Regions from separate parts of the Sus scrofa genome. Here region 2 is linked to region 1. Evidence: chromatin contacts called from public HiChIP or PLAC-seq data. All regions are on one chromosome and are shown on one strand. The core of a region is the stretch at or near the end of the contact, and the rest is flanking DNA. Distances in the headings are between cores, read along the strand shown.

Region 1 (7,320 bases), core at 1,889-4,388:
TGGAAGACCACAAATGTTCTATTTCAACGACTTTCAACACTCAGAACATCCAGGGCAGATGAAGAGTTATTTCCCATTTGTGTCAAGGCTACACTGGCTTAGAGCTTCCTGACAATTCTCCACTGCTATGTGTTGGCGACGTGCTAAGAAATCAGGCTTCTTGTTTCAGGTGGGTCCTGAGTCTCTTGCAGGTAAGACCCCTGACACTATTGTTGTCAGGGACTCATTCAGTTGATAAAAAGAATGAAACCTAGAATCTGAAGTCTCCCTTTGTCCCCAGCATGCCTGCTCAGAATAGGACAACCAAAAGTGGCTCACATCTGACAGGCTGTCTTTCCATGCCTATGGTCACAGTATATGCAGCCAATTTTTCTTGTGGCACACCTGACATCCCTGTAACACTGGGAAAATGTGAAGAACTGTGAGAAAGCTGGCAGATCGGCAAATATTTCCACCGTTCAGTTCCCTTTGGATCTGTGAGGCTAATCTAATGTGGTGATAGGGAGTTAATGGCCCCTCAATACAGAATACCCTCAGCCATGGGTTAACAGCTGCCACAGCAGACTAGAGGAGAGACAGGCCGTGGGGGAAACTGGCCAAGGGGAAAGCAACAGGATCACTGGGGAGGAGAGCTGGGATGGGCTGGGGAGTAAAGGACAGCACTGCAGAACAGAGCTCCCCCAAAAGATCATACATTCACCAATAGCTACTGAGCACCTGCCCAGTGCCTGCCATTGTTCTAGGCACTGGGAGAGGCATGGTGAGCAGGATGACGATTGTAGTCAGAGAACAATAATCTCAGGGCTAAAAGCGACTAAAGGGTTACAATCTGACACTCTATTATTCACTCATATAGCAAACACGTATTGATAACTTGCTTTGTGCCAGGCCTTATGCTAGGCACTGGGGGTTTGATGTGGACAAAAAGACAAGATTCTTGCCCTCATAGAGCTTATAGTCTAGCAGGGAAGGCAAACAAACAAACAAACAATCCCATCAACCAATGTACAACCATGACCTGCAATAAGAGTCTTGCTGGAAAAAGAAGAGTACATAAGTCAGGGGACCTTCCCAGTGCGAAGGTCAGAGAAGACTTGCCTGAGAAAGGGACAGTGAGCTCATCTGAAGGATGGAGTGGCATAACCAGGTGAAGGATCAGGGAGGCTGAAGTCAGAGGACAGGTTTAAATGTCCAAAGTGTGTTCAAGGAAAGAGAAGAGAGGGGGTGGGGAAAGGTGCAACCTGCACAGAGGCCATCCAGAGACTGAGCCCTGATCAGATGGGGCCTTGACGGCTATGCTGAGCTTTCTGGGTTTTACTCCAAGAGCAATGGGGAGAGTTGCGACTTAGGCAGGGGAATACCATGATCAGATGTTTATCTTGAAAAGGTCATTTTGCCTTCCGTATGGAGAACGGGCTAAGAAGGAAGAAGAAAGGCTGCACTGCTGTAGTCCAGGCTAGAAATGAGGGTGGCCTGGATTAAGGTGAAAGCTCTGGAGAAATGGGAAGAGATGAAGAGAGACAGACTGGTTTAAGATACACTTACAAGGAAGAACCGACTGGGTGTACTGAAGGCCTTCTCGTAAGAGGTGGGTGCCAGTGGGAGGAAGACATACAAAGTGGCTTCCCATTTATGAGTGTAAGAGTGAATGGCTGCCTCGCTTTTGCTTGAGTACCTCCTGTGACACCCCTTAGACAGCTCGGACAGAAATTTTCCGGAAAAGGGCACGGGCTTTAGAGTCAGGGAGACCTGGGTTTAGAACTGGTGCTGTAACTGGCTGCACAGCCCTGGGCAACTCACTTTACCTCTCAGCCCTCATCGTTCAGCTTCACACTGAGTTTGTACTACGAATGGGGCACTGAGCTGATGACGGTGGAGGGGAGTGGGACAGTCTCAGCTTAGAAGGAGCTTATACATGGCTCCCTGTGGGGACTCAGTGACAGCTCATTTCACCAGTAACATGGTCAGTGTGACACAGAGGGACCACAGTGCTGTGGAAGCAGAGAGGAGGGCAACTGGCTAGGAGATCTGGGAAGGCTACTGAGCTTATGGTCATCATGAGGAACTATATACACTGTGCTAGAAGCCAGAGCTACAGAGCAGCAGCAAAGTTCCTGGTCTGTGGGAACCCCCGGGACCCAGAGACTGCGGGACAGGGTGGGGAAGGCACTCACCGGTGGACAGCTGGAGATACCACCACTGCCGAAGAAGAACTCATCCTTGTGTACAACTATGGAGGTGTGCCTAAAACGCAGAGAAGAGGCGGAGAGATGAAAACCGGTCTGAGAGACAGCAAACAGGACACTGCAATGAGAGTAATCTCTGCTTAAGGGATACAACTTACAAAGTCAACAGCTTCGTAACACTAACCCAACTGGAGTTCCCATCCTGGCTCAGTGATTAACGAACCCAACTAGTATCCACGAGGACACGGGTTCGATCCCTGGCCTTGCTCAGTGGATTAAGGATCCAGTGTTGCCATGAGCTGTGGTGTAGGTCACAGATGAGGCTCGGACCCCATGCTGCTGTGGCTGTGCTGCAGGCTGGCACATACAGCTCTGATTTGACCCCTAGCCTTGGGAACCTCCATGTGCCTCAGGTGCAGCCCTAAAAAAAGACAAAAAAAAAAAAAAAGTAAAACTAACCAAACAAAGGTAAGATAAATACCATAGATCGGGGTTTCTCAACTTTGGCACTTGTTAGTTACATTATCCATCTACATATTCTTTTTCAGGTTCTTTCCCCTTATAGGTTATTAAGAAATACTGAGTGTAGGAGTTCCCATTGTGGCTCAGTGGGACTAACATAGTCTCCATGAGGATGCAGGTTCAGTCCCTGGCCTTGCTCAGTGGGTTAAGTATCTGGTGTTTCTGCAACGTGGCTTGGATCCAGTGTTGCTGTTGCTGTGCCGTAGGCCTCAGCCACAGCTCTAATTCTACCCCCAACCTCAGAACCTCCATAAGCCCCAGGCACAGCTGTAAAAAGGAAAAAAACCCTAAGAGTAACTTTGGCACCACTGACATTTGGGGCTGGATAATCCTTGTTGTGGGGGCCGTCCTGTGCCTTCTAGGGTGTTCAGCAGCAACGTGGCCTTTAGCCACTAGATGGCACTACCATATCCCCGTCCCCTTCCTCCCTGCCAGCTGTGACAACCAAACACGTGGCTAGACAAAGGTCTTCTGTGGGCAGAATTGTCCCCTGTGGAGAACCACTGGGGCAGATCACGTGAGCAGAAGGAAGTCCTTAGACATTCACACCAATACTAATTATCAATTACCGAAATAAAATTCTGCAGGCTTTTTTTTTTTTTTTTTTTTGTCTTTTTGTCTTTTTTGTTGTTGTTGTTGCTATTTCTTGGGCTGCTCCCGCGGCATATGGAGGTTCCCAGGCCAGGGGTTGAATCGGAGCTGTAGCCACCAGCCTACGCCAGAGCCACAGCAACGCGGGATCCGAGCCGCGTCTGCAATCTACACCACAGCTCACGGCAACGCCGGATCGTTAACCCACTGAGCAAGGGCAGGGCCCGAACCCGCAACCTCATGGTTCCTAGTTGGATTCGTTAACCACTGCACCACGACGGGAACTCCATTTTTTTTTTTTTTTTTTTTGCAGGCTTTTTAAACTAACAGGAGCAGTTAACCTGGACCATGTTGAGAGAAGAACCAGATGATGTTAAGTGTGGACCTATTTCAGGTGAAGGTGCTCATGGTACTTCTTGCTTCAAGTCAAACAAAGCAAAGGGTCATTCTGGTAAACCAAAACGTCGCAGGCTCTGGGAGTCCAGACAGAACACTGACCTACAGTTCCCTCCAAAATGGAGCTGAGAGCCCAGCCACCGTCACGTGTTTGACAGGGATGGGTCTGGAGACCAGAGCAGGCATGTTTGGAGACACAGGTGAGGTCCTCAGGACTTGCAGTTAGAAAGCTTGATCAGGAGGGGGCAGGACACCATTCTGCTTTTCTTTAGGACAGGGTTTCTCAGCCTCAGCACCACTAACATTTTTGGCTGGGTAACTCTTTGTTGTGAAGGGATGTCCTGTCTATTGTAGGATGTTTATAGCAGCATCCATGACCTCCACCCATCCAGCCCAAATGACTCTAGACACTCATAACTCCTGGTTAAGAGCCACTGCTTTAGAACTTGAAGATTTGTGGCTTCAAACCGGAAGCCACAGATTGGAACCTGAAATGCATGTTGTTTGGTTTTATAAACCAGTCAATGTAGGGAGCCCCACCCAACTTACCAGATGCCTTCCAGTTGTTTCCCTGTGGAGAAAAAAAGAGATTTAGTCACTTGGGACTAGACTAAATGGCTTCCCAGCCAGAGTAATTTAGAACCCCAATCAAATTCATGGTAACACACTATAAACCTCCTGGGGTTCTTTCTAGGAATGCAATTCTCCAATAAGATCCTTAGGTTGTGTTGTATTAAGTAAGTTTAAAAATAATCAGAATCCTGGGAGTTCCCGTCATGGCGCAGTGGTTAACGAATCCGACTAGGAACCATGAGGTTGCGGGTTCACTCCCTGCCCTTGCTCAGTGGGTTAACGATCCGGCGTTGCCGAGAGCTGTGGTGTAGGTTGCAGACGCGGCTCGGATCCCGTGTTGCTGTGGCTCTGGTGTAGGCCGGTGGCTGCAGCTCCGATTAGACCCCTAGCCTGGGAACCTCCATATGCCGCGGGAGCGGCCCAAGAAATAGCAAAAAGACAAAAAAAAAAAAAAAAAAACAACAACACAAACAAAAAAATCAGAATCCTTAGGCAGAATGCAAGATGGAAACACTAATATAGATGTAACCAATTTATGTCTGCTTTTCTTTCCCCTTTAGGGTCAATTCAACTTTGCCTTTTTAATTTCTTTGTCTCATCTATAGAGACCAAGTAAAACAACACTACGGAAAAGCTATTATCCACTTCTTTTTGTTTGTTTTTAGGGCTGCACCTGAGGCACATGGACATTCCCGGGCTAGGGGTTGAATCAGAGCTGCAGCTGCTGGCTTATGCCACTTCCACAGCAACACCAGATCCGAGTCACATCTGCAACCTATGCGGCAGCTCATGGCAACACCAGATCCTTAGCCCACTGAGCAGGGCCAGGGAATAAACCCGAATCTTTACGGATACTAGTTGGGTTCTTAATCCGTTGACTCATAGCGGGAATTCCAATTATCCACTTCTTCATTAAGCATACGTGAAATGAAATTCTTTAGAAATAAGAGAGCAAACTTTGCAAAAGCCATCCATCTGAATAGTCAATGCATATGTATACTATACCTCGACATGTTGGAAATGACGTGAGGTATGGAAATGCAGATACGAACAGATTACTGCCTTGCTTTTAAGGAATCCAAAGTCAAGTGGAAAAAGAAACACACACACATAACTAACTAAAACACAATGTTGATAGGCTCTACAATAATGGTAAAAATAATACAGAACTACCTTCATGGAATTCTCTTGTGGCTCAGCGATAGGGATCTGGTGTTGTCACTGCAGTGGGCCAGGTCACTGCTGTGGCATGGGTTTGATCCCTGGCCTGGGAACTTCCACAGGGGTGGAGGGAGAGAACTATCTTCAGGAGCTGTAATTCAACCAGTGAACAAAAAAACAGAAGCATGGATGGACATTTCTGCCAGAGGGAATAGTATGTACAAAAGCCCAGTTGTGAAAAAGTCTAAGGTCTTGCAGGGTAAAGCAAAGGGTGCAGTAACAATAAGAGGGCAAGTGGCAGGCAGGGTATGAGCAAAGCAAAGGAAACCTGGACTGGAGGCTGTCCTGTAATGTGGGGTGTTGAAGGTTGTTAGGCAGTAGAGTGCCTTGATCAGATCCATGTTTTTATTTTATTTATTTATTTATTTAGTCTTTTTGCTTTTTCTAGGGCTGCTTCCGCGGCATATGGCGATTCCCAGGCTAGGGGTCTAATAGGAGCTGTAGCCACTGGCCTACGCCAGAGCCACAGCAATGCAGGGTCCGAGCCGAGTCTGTGACCTACACCACAGCTCACGGCAACGCCGAATCCTTAACCCACTGAGCAAGGCCAGGGATCCAACCTGCAACCTCATGGTTTCTAGTCAGATTCGTTAACCACTGCACCACGACGGGAACTCCAGATCCATGTTTTTAAATGGTTCTAAAAGATAACATAAGAACAGAAGATAAACTGGAGGGAAGAGAGGGGAGTGAGGGCTTTGGTCTATGGGAGACACAACAGGTTGAAGAGGAAGGGCAGCAAAAGACACCAGAACATAATCAAACATCACTCACTCACCTTTGGTTGTGATTTCATGGTAACCATTTATTGATTTGCTAAATTACTTTCCATGCTTCCGTGTTTGCCCTGTGACTTTCTAAAGGATAAAACTCTAAGCACTAAGCTTAAGGGTGATAAGCTTATGCTTCTCCCTTTGTTTCTTTTCTTTTTTTTTTTTTGTCTTTTTGCTATTTCTTGGGCTGCTCCAGCGGCATATGGAGGTTCCCAGGCTAGGGGTCCAATCGGAGCTGTAGCCACCGGCCTACACCAGAGCCACAGCAACGTGGGATCCGAGCCGCATCTGTGACCTACACCACAGCTCACGGCAACGCCGGATCCTTAACCCACTGAGCCACAGCAATGCAGGGTCCGAGCCACGTCTGCAATCTACACCACAGCTCACGGCAACGCCGGATCATTAACCCACTGAGCAAGGGCAGGGAGTGAACCCGCAACCTCATGGTTCCTAGTCGGATTCGTTAACCACTGCGCCACGACGGGAACTCCTGCTTCTCCCTTTGTTACACTATTTCTTAAAGTGGTAATACTTTGCCTCTTTAACATGAGATAACATTAGCCTAATTTTCTTTTTTTCAAAGAGATAAAAGTAACCATGGCTCCTCCATGACAACTCATTGATGGCTCAGCATAGTGTCATCAGAGGCAGTTAAGAACATGGCATGGGTTCAGATCCAAGCATTTCCCTTTGCTAGCAGTGGATCTTGGGCAAGTTTACTCAACCTGAGCCACAGTTTCTTCAATACAAAGTTGTAAGCTGTAATAATATAATAACAACATGGTGTGTGGTACACAGAAGTTTGTTAAGTGGTAATGTTACATATAATGGCCTCCTTGGGGAAAAGGGTAAAGACCTTAAAATGATCAAAGAAATTCCACCTCAGAGTCGATAGGTAAGATCTAAGAACAGATTTTAGTATCCAGCAAATTGGTATGAAATGCTGAATCTATTTTACTTGTAAACATTTCATCCTTTGCTGTTAGTGCTGCAAAGCTAAATGAAATAAGAAAGGAAAATAAAATGTAGCACAGTTCTTCTGCCTCTCTTCCAGT
Region 2 (7,308 bases), core at 1,747-4,246, 140 kb before region 1:
CACCAATATCCCTGTCTCGGCTTCTTGAGAAACTCAACTTTCCTTTCCTCCTCTTTCTTCATGGCTGCTGATTTAAGATCTGCTTCTAGTGAGTTTTTCCTGGGTGAAGGCGGTAAACTGGGATAGATAGCCTCACATTCCTCCCCCTCCCCAGCCCCAAACCCCGCCGCTTCATCTGTATTCTTTGGGCTGAGTGGTCTCCTTTTGGAGTTGCTGCAGGGACGGTGTATTCAAAGAAAAAAGAGCCTTTTCATTCACTGCCCAGCAGGCTCGGCTGCTGCACCCTCACAGCCAGGAAAGGCAGGAATTAAACCCAGTTCTCCCATCCTCTCAGCCGAAGAAACTCCCAGTTTTAAGCTACGGGGAGGCACTGGGCCGAAAATCAGGCCCTGATGCCAGCAGGGCCGAAGTCTTACCCCCCTTCTAATCCAAGTCCGAGTAACCAGACCTGGCAAGGTAATGGGAAAAGGTTCCCGGGCAGGGAAGGAAAAATTGTACATCTGATACCTGAACTACATCTTCTAATACTTAAAATTGTTTGTCAGACTCCTATTGCAAGGCCTTCTCTATGACCAGACTTACCAGATCCTCGCAAAGCTCCCCTGCTGGGTGTTAAACCTCCCTAATCCTTCCTCCCACACTAGCTTCTTTCCACCTCTGCTCAAGAGGGGGATGGGGGCAGGCACCCAAGAAAGCAATAGGGGTGTTTTCCTGCTGTTAAATCAAAGATGAGGGACCCACTCCCAGCGTAGTGTGGGTAGGAAAGATAAAAAATGGTTAAGATACTGAGCAGACGCCGCCTGGAACCCCGTTGGGCTAGCCCCTGAGTTGACGCCCGCTGTGTGGGGTTCTGGTTCCTCTAGGGGGTGGGAAAGGTCTGCCAGCTGCCCCTCCTCTCTGTGCTCCCTCCTTCCTCTCCCTTTCTGGTCAAGGGCACAGTCCATCTTCTGGACAAGAGGGGAAGGAGCGTAGGAATAGGGAGCTTTCTCCTAGGCACCTCACCAGGATCAACCAGAATCCACTCGTTGATACTGCTTAAGGGTACTTTTTTTTCTGCCCAGTTTTCCTTGAAAACATTAACGAGGATAAAAAGCTCAAGACGAAATGGTCAATTCAGGCTGGGCAGCCAGAGGACAGTCCTGACCGGTTCAAAAGGGGGGTGTTCACCCTCCATTCCTCAGGCTCCACAGGGCCAAAAATAAACCCTATTAATTATTACCACCCCATTCCTCGCACCGGAGAAAAGAAGGAGAAAAACAAGGCCTGGATCCTCTTCCTTCCTCTGATTTATTTAATAGTGGTGGGAGTTATTTTTCAGGGGGAACAAGGAAAATCTAGCGACTCCCTAGGCTATGAAGAACGGAGGGAGGCGGAGGAGGGAGGGAATGCACCCCACCCAGGAGGTGGCCGCACTTGGAACAGGGGGAGACAGGGACTCTGGGATACCCCAGGATGAGAGCGACGTGAAAGGAAAGAGTAGCACAGGGCAAGGGGGGGTTCCAGAGGGAGGTGGGAAGAGAAAGGAAAATGTTGATCAGGTGTAAGGGGGGGTGCGACCGCAACGTGGAGTGTCCAGCAAAAAGAGCTGGAGTGGGGCGAGGGTGGGGAAAGGCATCCGGCCTATTGGGTCTGGGGCCCCCCCCGCCCGCAAGGTTCCTACTCACTCACTCGGGTCTCCGCGGTGGCGGGGCGGTGTGCCGGCCGCGGGGCGGCTTCTCCCTCCAGGGTGGTCCTGAGCGCGGGGCGGAGGTCACTCTCCCTTCTCTCCCGGGCGCCGCCCGGCCGGGGGCCAAGGTGTCTTTTTCTTCGTTGAGGGTTGGGGGACGATTGAGGGGGCTTATGGGTTATGATTCTCAATAATTCTTTCTGCTTTTTGGAGGTCGGGCTCGGCGGCTAGGGACGGAGGGCGGGCGGGCCGGCCGGCGGCGACGAACCGCGGATGGCGGACTCGAGGGTGGTTCGTGTCGCGGGGCGGAGTACGGTCTGGGCTGTGGCCGGCGAATTGGTCTTGCCCTTCTGGCCTCGCGTTTCCCAAGCCACTCGCTCCCCCCCACCAAGAACCCGCTCCTTCCCGCGCCCCGGCCCGAAGTGAGCAAAGTCAATGAAAAGTTTCACCCTTAGCAACCCTGCGCACGGATCCGCCTTCCCCACCCCTGCGTGATGCGTCCCTCCGCCCTGCAGGGGCGGGGCCGGGCGCTGGGCCGGGACTACTTCCCAGCCAGCAGGCAGCTTAACCCCTGGAGGCGCGCGGCTCCCTGCTCCGCGTGGAACCCGGGGGCCCTTGGCCACCGCCCTAGTCCTACGCGTGGGTGGCCGGTCACCCTCCTCACTCAGATCCTGGCTCAAATATCAGCAAGGCTGCCTCTGACCGCCCTGTGTAACGCGGGCCGCCTCCCCTTCCCATCACGACGCCGGCATCGTAGTTATTTTCTTCATGCCCAAACTGCTCAAATTGTCCTCATCGTGTAAAGTGTTTCCCTATGCAGACAGCAAGCTTGCGAGGGTAGGGTCCCGGTTTGGGACCCAGCTGCTCACTTTAGGTGTGCTGGATGAATGGGTGTCCAAAAGAAGGGGACGTCCCCGCTGTGTCTTCAGCCCTGCACCTGCCCTGGCGCCGAGGGTTCGTATGCTTTCCCGAACCATCGCGCAGGCCACCTCGGCGAATCCCTTCAGCTCGGCGCATCTGACAGTCCGACTTTTCCCGCAGCACTCGCACCACACCAGTAAAATCTCTTCGCGGGTGGGGAGCTCAGGGGACTACTGGAGTTCTGGACAGATTTTGGACCTTTATCAACTCCAGTTGTCCCGAATCTTCCAAGAGCCTCGTGCCTCATTTGGGGACGACGCCTAACGTCGAGGGGAGTGCGAGGGAGAAACCGGGGCTTGGGCACGCAAAACGGGAGTAAGAAGGGGCGAGGAGGATGGGGGCGCAGGAAAAAGAGCCAAGCGATACATTAACCTTCCACTCGCGGCCTCTGGCGCGGGTTAACCTCACCGCAGGGACCCGGCCAGCGCTCTCTGCGCAGACGCGCGAGCGCGTCCTCCGCCTGCTGCAGGCGGAGCTCCGGCGTCAGAGGACGCCCCTTTTGGTTCTTCCCAGTCGTCGAACCCCCCCCAAAAAAGGGGTTACTGGAGCCTCATCCTTCAGCAACAGCCTTCGCCGGCATCCTAGGGCGCCTGTTTATGCCAGATGCCCCAGGCTTGCGCACCAGACGGTCCCTTGATTCAGACTCGCACTTACATCCCTTGCCCCTGCTATGGCCAAGGGGGTCACTCGGCTACTTTGTCACTGTGAGGGGCGCGGAGTTGGGGGTGGGGAGGCCTGTGCCGAGTGAGGTCACAGGCACGGTAGACTGCCAGGTGAAGCCCAGGGCCACTGGGAGCTTTCGCCTTAAGTCTTATTCCCATCCCTTCTTTAATCGCCCATTCCCTAACTCTCTCTCACACTTTATTCTCATTCTAGATGGTTCCGGCCCAACGGCAGTCGCCGAACCCACGTGGGGTGGCGAGATCCAAAAGTTTCCAGACACGGTTTGCAGTTTTTTTTTCCTTGATCACTTTTTTTGGCAAGGACAGGCGGCAATGGTAGCGTAGGGGTTTAATGCGCTTCTCCTGACTGCAGCGGAGAAACGCTGGACTGGAGGGCAAACTCCAAGGGGACAAGAAGGGGGAGGGAGCCTGGGCCGGAGCGTCCCCATCCCCCACACCCCGAGCGCTTTATCCCCTGGGGCACCTCCAGGGACTACTTGCTTGTGCGTCAGCAAGTGGCAGAGCGTCACTTACACGCCCCCACCGCCTTGCCCGACTCCATCCCTCCCCTTTTTTTCCTCCTCCCCCACCTCCCTCTCCTCCCTTCCCCTCTCCTCTCCTCGCGAGTCGCAACCCAGCGAGATCTGGCTCGCCGCTCCCTGGTGCTGAAGCGCTAAAAATATAACCAGTATGTTAGCAACAGCCTTCCCATTGGTCGGAAACAGGGAGCGGCGACATCTGATTGGATGTTCGATCCAACCTTTTAGGACTGGGAGGCGGGGGCGTGGAGCCATGGAGGTCTTGGGGGGGAGTGCGTTTGCGCATTGGGGCGCTGCAAGGGATACTGGTATTTGTAGTTATTTACTAGAGGCAGCCTTAGAAGTAGGTGGGTTTGAATCCCAATTCTGCCACCAACCGGGTTATCTTGATTGAAAGGCACAAATTCTCTTTATACCGTCAGACCTGTCCTCTCGTCCTTAAAATGGAGATCGAGATCCTGTGGGGATTAGATATGATACTGTATGTAAAGCTTGGCTCAAATAGTTGCTGTTCTTAATTTAAAGGTCACCGTTCTGGCCAGCTTGCATCCTTCCCGTACTGTGCTCTTCAGTGTGTATACCCCAAAAGGAAACCTTACAAGACAGCATGAGAAAGTTGAGGGTGTATCACACGGGAAGGAGGGATGGAGTCCATATAAGCAGATAAAAGTGTAGAGTCTCCTTCCATCAAGTGCAGGCTGAGGGAAGGCAGACTGAATCCCTGGAAGGAAGGCGTTGAATTTTTGCCCGTTCCTGCATTTATCTCCCCTGCAGTGCTGGAAACACACCAACGTTGAGCAAAGAAACCCAAACTGAGAAATCCAGCCTTTTTGGCAAAGAAGAGCTCTGGGTAAAGGGTTAGTATATAAGTAGGAAAAAAATAAAGTAGAGGGGAAGAAGACAATCACCATTCTTAATTGCTGCTGTCTCCATTTACCATGTGGTAAGAAGGACATTTTTCTCTCCCCCGTCGTATGAGTTCATCTTGCCAGGGCTTAATTGTGAGCTGAATTCCTACTCAGGCATTCCCGGGTCCTCTCCCACTTTGAATAATCATACGTTGAAAAGCACACACCTTGTTTTCAAAACGGTGAGCTTCAAAAGGAAGCATGTGCATGGAGAGGGTGGAGGCAACTCCCCTGTCTGAGAGTAAGCAAGTTATGCCAGATGTTTTGTTGTGACAAGTCAGGCTGGTCATAATTAGCCCCAATTAACTCTCAGGGGGGTGAGTCACTCCTTCATACACACATAGTGTGAGAGATTTTGTAGTTTCTTTTCAGTTATCCGAGAAAATACTCAGTTTGATTCTTCAGATCCACTGCTCCAACTGGGCAGGAGCAAAGACAGCCACAACAGAAATTGGCTTTGGAGAAAAGTGATTGGAGGGATGCTGAGGGCAAATAATTTGCTATTTATTGACCTGATATGGGTGAACTCTTATAAAAGAGACAAGTGAACAAACCTGTCTTTAGCTAAAGCACTGAAACTACAGTGTGCAAAGAAAGCATTGGTTTAGCCTTGATGGTGGCAGACAGGCCACTTGTTGATAAGGAATTGATTAACTGGGAAAAGATGGGAACTGGAGTCTTTTTCTTTTTTTTTTAGGCAGGAAAATTCCAACCAAGGCAAAGAATCTTTCACCTTTATGTCCTTTGTTCAAACTGTTAAAAAGTTACAGGTCAGAATATAGTGACATAGAATCTCTTGGAAATTTACTCATTTCAACTTGACTTCCTGGGAAGTTAATTTTCCTAATTTAGAAGCTGCTGAATGGCAGGCCAAGGTCCATATCTGGTGGCATATACTGACACTGTCAAAAAATTTTTTTTGGCCACACTCAAGGCATGCAGGGATCAAACCGACACCATAGCTGTAACCAGGGCCACACCGTGACAATGCTGGATCCTTAACCTAGTGAACCACGAGGGAACACCAACACATTAAAATTTAAAGAAGGAATTGACATTTAAAAATTGGGAGATTGTGTGGAGTTCCCATCATGGCGCAGTGGAAACGAATCCAACTAGGAATCATGAGGTTGCGGGGTTTGATCCCTGGCCTCGCTCAGTGGGTTAGGGATCTGGTGATTCATTTCGGTGAGCTGTGGTGTAGGTTGTAGATGTGGCTTGGATCTGGCGTTGCTGTGGCTCTGGTGTAGGCTGGCAGCTATAGCTCCAATTAGACCCCTGGCCTAGGAATCTCCATTTTTAAGGCAGGTGTGGCCCTAAAAAGACAAAAAGATAAAAAATAAAAATTGGAAGATTGTGCAAAAATATCTTAATTTGCCACTTGTCCTAAATTTAAAAGATCTGGTGGAATTCCACTATGGCTCTGCGGTAATGAACCTGACTACTATCCATGAGGATGTGGGTTCAATCCCTGGCCCTGCTCAGTGGGTTAAGGATCAGGTGTTGTGGTGAGCTGTGGTGTAGGTTGCAGACAAGGCTTGGATCTGGAATCTGGTATTCATGGGGCTGTGGTGTAGAGCCAGTGGCTACAGCTCTTTTTGGACCCCTCCCTTGGCCAGGGAACTTCCATATGCTGCAGGTATGGCCCTAAAAAGACCCTCCCCCCTCAAAAAAATCTGCTAACACTGGGCATTCAAGCTGGCAATTATCTGGAGTTGAATAGCAGCTGGTTACCTTTGCATTCTGTTTCCCTGGTCCCTACCACTCTGTATGGTCCCCCAGACGCTGAGGTCGAGGGCCACATACGAATTATCATCATGTTTGGGCTATTCTTACACCTCTCCCTTTTAATCACTTACATTAATTACCCAGACTCTTGAATTTGCAGCCCCCTTTTCTCTTCAGTGTAGTGTGGGTGTGTTTGTTTTTGGCCATGCTTGTGCCAGGCAGAAGTTCCTGGGTTAGGGATTGAACCCATACCATAGCAGCGACCTGGGCCAGTGCAGTGATAGCACCAGATCCTTAACTCACGAAGCCACACGGGAACTCCTATAGTAAGTGTTTTGAGTGGCTGCAGTGGAGGGAGAGGTAAAAGGACTCAATAATTTTTTTTTTTTTTTCTTAGGGTGGCACCTAAGGAAGTTCCCTGGCTAGGGGTTGAATGGGAGCTGCAGTTGCTGGCCTACACCCAACCACAGCAACATGGGATCTGAGCTGAGTATGAGACCTATACTACAGCTTTGGGCAACGCCAGATCCTTAACCCACTGAGTGAGGCCAGGTACAGAACCTGCATCCTCATGGATACTAGTTAGGTTTGTTATAGATGAGCCACAATGGGGACTCAAAGTGATATTTTCCCCAACAGAGAATTTGGTACTGTCATTACTGGGGTTTTCTGGCTGTGCTTTCAGCATGCAGAAGTTCCCAGGTCAAGGACTGAACCCCGCCACAGCAGTGTTCTGAGCCACAGCAGTTATATCACTGGATCCGTAACCTACTGAGTCACCAAGGAACTCTGGTACTATCATTATTCCAATTTTTTTTTTTTTTTTGTCTTTTTAGGGTTGCACCCATGGCATATGGAAGTTTCCAGGCTAAGGATCAGGTCGG

Evidence for each region. HiChIP or PLAC-seq counts read pairs in DNA pulled down with a chosen protein or histone mark.
Region 2: an H3K27ac HiChIP or PLAC-seq map of alveolar macrophages shows a contact between it and region 1. The contact joins the promoter of TOB2 here to the enhancer-like site in region 1. A contact is called at or near these places in 4 of 5 promoter capture datasets (fetal liver, fetal skeletal muscle, liver and 1 more), 7 of 47 Hi-C or Micro-C datasets (alveolar macrophages, embryonic fibroblasts, fetal heart ventricle and 4 more) and 2 of 2 datasets of contacts at active chromatin or transcription factors (alveolar macrophages and skeletal muscle).

The regions. Positions count from the first base shown.
Region 1 is chr5:6,940,064-6,947,383 of Sscrofa11.1, reverse strand. DESI1 (desumoylating isopeptidase 1) reads right to left here. Exons shown (of 6, transcript NM_001243397.1): 2 at 4,245-4,266; 3 at 2,175-2,244. Among named protein-coding and RNA genes, the nearest start is that of DESI1, 14 kb to the right of the region's middle. Within about 2 kb of position 3,138, at least 3 of the 83 cell types and tissues checked have an H3K27ac peak or open chromatin away from gene starts, as enhancers often do. A contact at or near this core is called in alveolar macrophages, where this site is marked.
Region 2 is chr5:7,082,085-7,089,392 of Sscrofa11.1, reverse strand. It overlaps TOB2 (protein Tob2), which reads right to left and starts at 2,996. Exons shown (of 2, transcript XM_021091455.1): 1 at 1,665-2,996. It overlaps LOC110260629 (a long non-coding RNA gene), which reads left to right. Exons shown (of 7, transcript XR_002343880.1): 7 at 3,464-4,692.